Regions from separate parts of the Hordeum vulgare genome. Here region 1 is linked to region 2. The links are chromatin contacts, called in public Hi-C maps. All regions are on one chromosome and are shown on one strand. Each heading gives the region's core, a stretch centred on a gene start, on an enhancer-like site or on the middle of the called end of the contact. The rest is flanking DNA. Distances are from core to core; before and after follow the strand shown. Region 1 has its middle 99 kb from the start of LOC123427161. Region 2 has its middle 55 kb from the start of LOC123427151.

What was found. A called contact is a pair of places that touch in the nucleus more often than the background predicts.
Region 1: a Hi-C map of seedling shows a contact between it and region 2, with 2.9 times the contacts expected there. The contact joins two enhancer-like sites. A contact is called at or near these places in 2 of 6 Hi-C or Micro-C datasets (leaf and seedling).

The regions. Positions count from the first base shown.
Region 1 is chr2H:547,631,481-547,635,116 of MorexV3_pseudomolecules_assembly, reverse strand. It overlaps the pseudogene LOC123428618. Among protein-coding and RNA genes, the nearest start is that of LOC123427161, 99 kb to the right of the region's middle. Within about 2 kb of position 1,481, at least 3 of the 3 cell types and tissues checked have open chromatin away from gene starts, as enhancers often do. A contact at or near this core is called in leaf and seedling, where this site is marked.
Region 2 is chr2H:547,045,691-547,048,834 of MorexV3_pseudomolecules_assembly, reverse strand. No RefSeq gene overlaps it. Among protein-coding and RNA genes, the nearest start is that of LOC123427151, 55 kb to the left of the region's middle. Within about 2 kb of position 1,829, at least 2 of the 3 cell types and tissues checked have open chromatin away from gene starts, as enhancers often do. A contact at or near this core is called in leaf and seedling, where this site is marked.

The DNA of each region.
Region 1 (3,636 bases), core at 232-2,731, 590 kb before region 2:
TTGTCAAATTGGGAAAAAGTTCATCGATTTTTTTCTCTCTAAAATAGGAAAAAGTTCACTGATTTGAAAAGCAGTTCATCAAATTTGAAAAACAAAACATCATCGATTTGGAAAACGTCCACGCATTTAAGAAAAGAAAAAGAGATAGGAAAAAAAAGTGGAGAAAACGAAATAAAAGAAAGAAAGATGAAAGAGTAAGAGAAGATTATCAGATCCCGCTCCGTGGCGGGGTGCTTATACCATCGAACTTCCAAGAGAGAGGTTGCTGGTTCAGTTCTCAGCGAGCGCAATCTTGTTTTTTGCCGATTAAATTCCCCGTTTGTAAAATACAGATAATAGACGCCTGAAGCATCAAATAGAAATTGCCTGTACTAAGCGCCCAGATACTGGATTCGAATATCCTCAGGCATTTATTTTCTAAATATCTTACATCAAAGGAAATAAGTGTAAAATGGGCATGCCCATGGCGGTACGTACACATGCCTCGTATCTCATTCATCGGGCCTGAGGTTTACATCATCGGTAAACTTTCGATGGGGAGATCGTGGCGTCTTCAGCCATGAGTGATGAGTCCACAAACTCCGATTCCGGACGCTCATGGACAAAATTCAGTAGATCCAAGTCGGCATGCTTGGATCTCTGCAGTCCCCTACTCCCCTAGCTAGTAGACCCCTAGCACTGCAGTACGTTTTCCATAGGCTCCATATCCCACGTCCTATTGATCACCGATTTCAAAGTGTCGGATCAACAGTCCTCCACCACACGTTTTCCATAGGCTCCATATCCCTACTCCGATTACGAATGATAACCCGACCGTGATTCGGAAGGAAGTTTGTGTGTGCATGCATGGAGGCTGGTCGATTTGGACTAGCGGATACGCTCCACCACACATGACATGACCATATGTGGGGTGCGGACTTGCTATGAGCCGACGCCATGCTTTGGGTCGTCTCAATGCTGGGATCAATCATTTCATGGCGATTTTTTCTTCTGAAAGTTTCGCAGCTGCCTGCATGCGCGGACGGTCTGGCACAAAGTGATCCATGGAAAGATCTGGCTTTATATATGCCGGATTTGGTTGAAGATCTCAGGCTCGTAGATGCCAAAAGAGGGCCTTTACATTTGCAGTGGAGTGGGCGGATTGATGGGCAAAGTTGGTGTAGCCCGGCGCGCATCGTCGGTCTTGGCAATTTCCTGCACAGGCGTTAGGGAATTAGATTCCGAAGCGCCCATCAGCACAGCATCGTCCTGTGTGAAACAGATTCAAGATGGAGGTAGCCCCTGGCTTTGTTGGCTGATTATTAGTCTCCCAGGTTGGTTGAGTGGAACCAGACAATGCCATGGGCAGTGGCTCCACAGTTTAAAGGAGATCCATGATGCATGATGCAGCATGGCGGCCGGCTGCAACAGTAGAGGGATATGCATGCAATGCATGGCTGGCGCCGCCCGGCCTGTCACAGTCGTACAGGTCAGGGCTACAGGGGAGAGACGTACAGTGGTGCAGCGTGCACGGCGTCGGCCAGTAGTACTTGGTGCCCGGTTGGCAGATCTGGAACACACGTTTTTGGGTCATAGCGGTGCTGCCGTAAATAGAAAGGCACGCACATAAAAACGTACGTCAGGTACTACTGTAGTAGAGTGGTACGCCCGGGGTGCATGTGCAGCCCTGCTGCATGCGGCGCCAGCCATGAGCACATGCTGTTGCCCGGTCTCCGCTGGTCCAAGCTAAGCCAGCGGTGCCCACACCCCCATTACAATTACCCGACCCGAGTCCACCACCAATCACGCACCAAAATAAAAGGCACGCCCATACCACGCGGCCCGCGGTATGGAGAGGGAAGGAAGGAAACTACCCAAGGAAGCTGCCGTATAGTAAATCCGGTTCTTTGTGCGTCTACGGACGCGTTCAGACGTGTCTACAAAGATGACCGTAAACTTTCGTCTCAAATTCATACCAAGCCATGTATACCCTTCGTTTTAAATATAAGACCTTTTAAAAATCATAATATGGACTACATACAGATGTATATAGACATCTTTTAAAATGTAGATTCAACAATTTTATTTTGTGTGTAGTCTATAGTGTAATCTTTAAAAGGTTTTTATATTTAAAAATAGAGGGAGTAACACATAAAAGTTATGTGATATTATATACCCCTTCGTTCCAAAATTCTTGTCTTAAATTTATCTATATATGAATGTATCTAGTCATATTTTAGTATGTAGATACATTCATTCCTAGACAAATCTAAGACAAGATTTTTGGGACGGAGGGAGTACTACATAGGTAAACCTAGCCTACTCTATTGATTGTCGGAGATGTAGACAACCTTTGTGCCGGCAGTTTCAGACGGATCTACCACCTTGCGGATGGCTGCATTACACGGCTTCGGCTCCTCGTCGAACTTCATTGCCCGCAAAGATTGTGTACATCCATGCATTGGCCTCGCAGAGGTAGCAACGGTTTGCCTTCACCTCCGCCTTCGAATGGATGAAATCCATGGTAGCGTGGTGCTCTGTCGTCTCCTTTGCTTGGACGACTTCATACTTAGCTTGTGTCGCCCATGCCAAATCTAGCTTGGGCAACTAAAAGCATCTCCTCTGCCCCTCCGCCTCACCTTCCTCGCCCACCATCGCCTCTTCCAGGGGCATAGCAAGCCCCAGGCTACCAAGGCCATGTCCTGGGGCGTGGTGGCTCGGCTGCTTGTTTACTGTAGCAACCATCACACTATTTGACACGGGTACTATTGTAGCTAGTCTGTTGGTTCGGAGCGGCATCCTCACCAGAACGTTGGGTTTCAACGGGTATTTGTGTTGATCTCATACGTTTGTCGGAGGTGATAGACCCATAGACGCATACGTGCCTTTTAATATTTATCTTAGATTTATGCGTTGATTGGATTGTCGTTTCTTAACGCTAAACCCCTGTAAAATATACACACCTCCCTTCGTCGTTTTCTCTAGCAACTGAAAATCGTATGTAGCCGGTAATTTACACATGTAAATTATACACGGATGTATAAATATACACCCATTTCAAGCGGGATGTTAGATTGCATATGTGAAGTGTCGGTCAATCCGATTAAGTTAGATTTTTATGACTGATCATTAATCGGACGATCTGCTTGTGCGCGGGCTGAAGATGCGATCCGCTTGTGAGCGGGCTGTAGATGCCCTGAGTTTTCTTTGCTAGGAGAACATTACTGTACTCAATCCAAGGTAGTTACTCGTTCTTGGTAGCCCCTAGCTACGTAGTAGTATAAGAGTAGCACGTCCTGCCCTGTGTACTACAAGTTAAAGATGCGAGAGAGTGTCTATATGTTCTATATGGTCAAATTGAGCCAAGGACCACGCACGCAAAGCACTTTAAACGTACATTTTCTCCGCATGCACTATCGCTTCTGTAACTTTTGAGCACAGCAGAAACTGTTTTTTCATTAAACAAAAAACAATGGACCACGGAGCAAGCGTGCCAAGTTAATTGTGTGCGATCGAGGTAAAAAAATGCACGACATCTATTGCATCGCTCAGAAGGACACGACATGCATACGAGTAGGGTCTGCATGCCTATGTTTATGAAAGTGAATGTATGTGTGTATATATAAGAACCCACGTATGTACTATGTTCAAATAAAA
Region 2 (3,144 bases), core at 580-3,079:
AAAAATGTTCCGAATTTTCAAAAACTGTTCTTTAAATTCACAAAATATATTTATTTTTTAGAAAAATGTCCTGGGTTTTCAAAAAATGTTCTTCAAATTTGGAAAATGTTTTTGCTTTTTCCAGTAAAATATTATGGGTTTGCAAAAATGGTTCAGGATTTTCAAAAATTGTTCTTCCAATTAGAAAATTGTACTTTTGCTTTTGAACAAAATGTTATGGATTTTGGAACAATGGTGTAGATTTTTCTAAATATTTTTCAAAAAATGTTCTTGTTTTTCCAATTTTGTTCTCAAAATTCAGAAAATGTTCGAATTTTCGAAAATAGTTACCGTTTATAAATTTATTCAGGTTTATTCAAAATTATTCTCAATTTAAAATTTTGTTCTGAGGATTCAAAAAATGTTCGTGCTTTAAGAAAATTATTCATGCTTCCAAATTTATTTTGGGTTTTCGAAAGTATTCTCTGTTTCAAAATATAATCTTAATATTCAAAAAAAATTCATGCTTCAAAAATTTGTTCCCGGTCACAAATTTGTTCAACATTTTTAAATTTTTCTTTGTTTAAATTTTTTTTCTCATTATTTCAAAAATGTTCGTGCTTTAAATAAATTGTTCACGCTTCCAAATTTTTACAGTCTTCAAGATTGTTCCGTGTTTCAAAATGTTGTTCCTAAGATTTAAAAAATATTCATGTTTGAAATTTTTGTTTCCGGTCCAAAACTTGTTCACGGTTTTTTTAAATTATTCTTTGTTTTAAAATTTGTTCCTAAGATTCATTTTTTTTAAAGAAAATTGTTCGTGTTTTCAAATTTGTTTTGAGAAAACGTTTATGTTTTCAAAAAAAGGTTGAGAAAATCAATGTTTGTTCGTTTTGATTTTCAAAAAAGATAATAAGAAAGTAAGAAGAAAAGGAAAAAAAGAAAAGAAATAAAAAGAAAAAAGGAAATTATCTGTATTTTAGACAAAAATAAAAGCTAGGTCGGCCCAGTCGGGGCGAACCCCCTGTTCGTGCCCACGACTTCCTGCGCCCGAGTACGGAATTTCCTATTTGACGGTCTCTGCGTCCCGTGTCGAGGCTTCGCACAGGGACACTCAGCTATCGTTTCTGAATGGGCCCACTCATTTACATGCCAACACCTCTGGTTTTGGTAACCTTCTAGACGTTTCCTGCTCGTTTTTTGTTTCTTTTTTTTATTCTTTCTTGTTTATTTTTCCTTTCTATTTCTGTTTTAAAAATGTTCTGGATTTACAAAAAATGTTACGAAATTTTATAAAATGTCTCAAAATTTGAAAAAATGTTTCGGAATTTGAAAAATGTTTCAGAGAATTTCAAAAAATATACAGGAATTTTAAAAATGTTCCAGAATTTGAAAACATTTTTCAGATTTGAAAGAATGTTCCGGAATTTAAGAAATTTCCCGAAATTTGAAAACATGTTCGTGAATTTTAGAAAATTATGATATTTTTAAATAAATGTTTCGAATTTTTTAAAACAAAATGTTCCGAAATTTGGGGAAAGTTCCAAAAGTTGAAAAATGTTCCGGATTTTGAAAAAAAATCCGAAATTTGAAAATGTTCCATAGTTTGAAAAAATGTTCCAGAATTTAAAAAATGTTCAGGAATTTAAAAAAATGTTTCAAAATTAGAAAAAAAATCCGGTTACTAAATAATGTTCCGGAATTTTAAAAAATATTCCGGAATTTAAAGGAATGTTCTGATATTTTTACTGAAATGTTTTTGGAATTTTCAAGTGCTGGTCGCTTGGGCCCGCCCAGTTGGGGCGACCCCTTGTGCGTCCGCTCGGCAGTTGCCGCAACGAGCGGCGCATAGGAGGTCCCGTCGAGAACGACATGTAGGAGCTCCGCACTCCTTATCTAGCGAGCGAGCAACAGATCACTTAACGGTCCATGGCCCCTTAGCAGGCGCATGAGCGCTAGCCGTGCTTGTATTCTCACCATTTCCTTTTTCTTTTACTTTTTTATGTTTTAAAATTGTTTTAAATCTTGATCTTTTTGAAACACTGAACATTTTAGGAAATCTAGAAGATTTTTAGAATTCACCTATGTTTATTTTTCAAATCATGAGCATCTTCTACAAATTTGCGACTTTATTATATCATAAATATTTATCAAATGCATGAAACATTTACAAAGAAATTCACTTTTTGGAAACTCGTGAACATTTTTTGAAATCAGGAACATATTTCAATTTTTGAAAAGAAAATTACAAAACAAAATATAAATTTATAAAAAATGTGTACACATGATTCAAATTATTGAAATTCAAAACAAAATATTTTGAAAAAACAATGATTGAAATGAAAGAAATTTTTGAATCAATGAACTTTTTTGAACTCTAGAATTTTTTTGAAATTCCTGAATATTTTTAAAAAATATGAGTTTTGGAAATTCATGAATATTTTGAATATATGAAAGTTTTATGATTTCTCGATAAAATTTTAAAATCATGGAATTTTGTGAATTCGGGAACATTTTATGATTTGTTAAAAATGTTTTCAAAGTTTATAATTTATTTCAAAATTTGAAATTAATGTAAATTCTGAAATATTTTAAAGAATAAAAACAAAAATAGAAAGGAAGCAAAAGGCAAAAGGCAAAAAAATTGCGGGAATTGCATGTCCGTCGGCCGCGACGTGCTATGGTCGGCACCTCTCACCCCACTGCCAATCCAAAACACTCGTTGCCGCTCCCGTGCTCCCCTCAATAGTCGACAAAGGCAGTCCCGTCAGCGTCAATGCTATGTCGTGTGCGTCCGACGGTCGTCGTGGTGGATTCATTGCCCTCGGACTGGCGAAAGCCGTTGAAAAAAATGGTTGCATGTCGAAGAAGACCCCCGTCGCCGCCAAGTCTCAAGGAGGAGGAGCAAAGAGGTCTCCGCCCTACGAGGTAGCTTCGGCCGCAACAAAGAAGTCAAAGGTCACGGCTGGGGCTCCGTCGCCGACGTCAGCCGATGTTGAAGAGTCGTTGATGCCCATGGCCATCGCACACAACGTGCTTGATACTATGTCCCAAAGGTACAAAATTGTTTTTTCTTGTTGTTGATGTATGAAATGATTCAAACATGCGTTGATGTGTTCTATGTTCCATCACTTTAATGTAGTGTCAATGATGTAGCTTTGATAA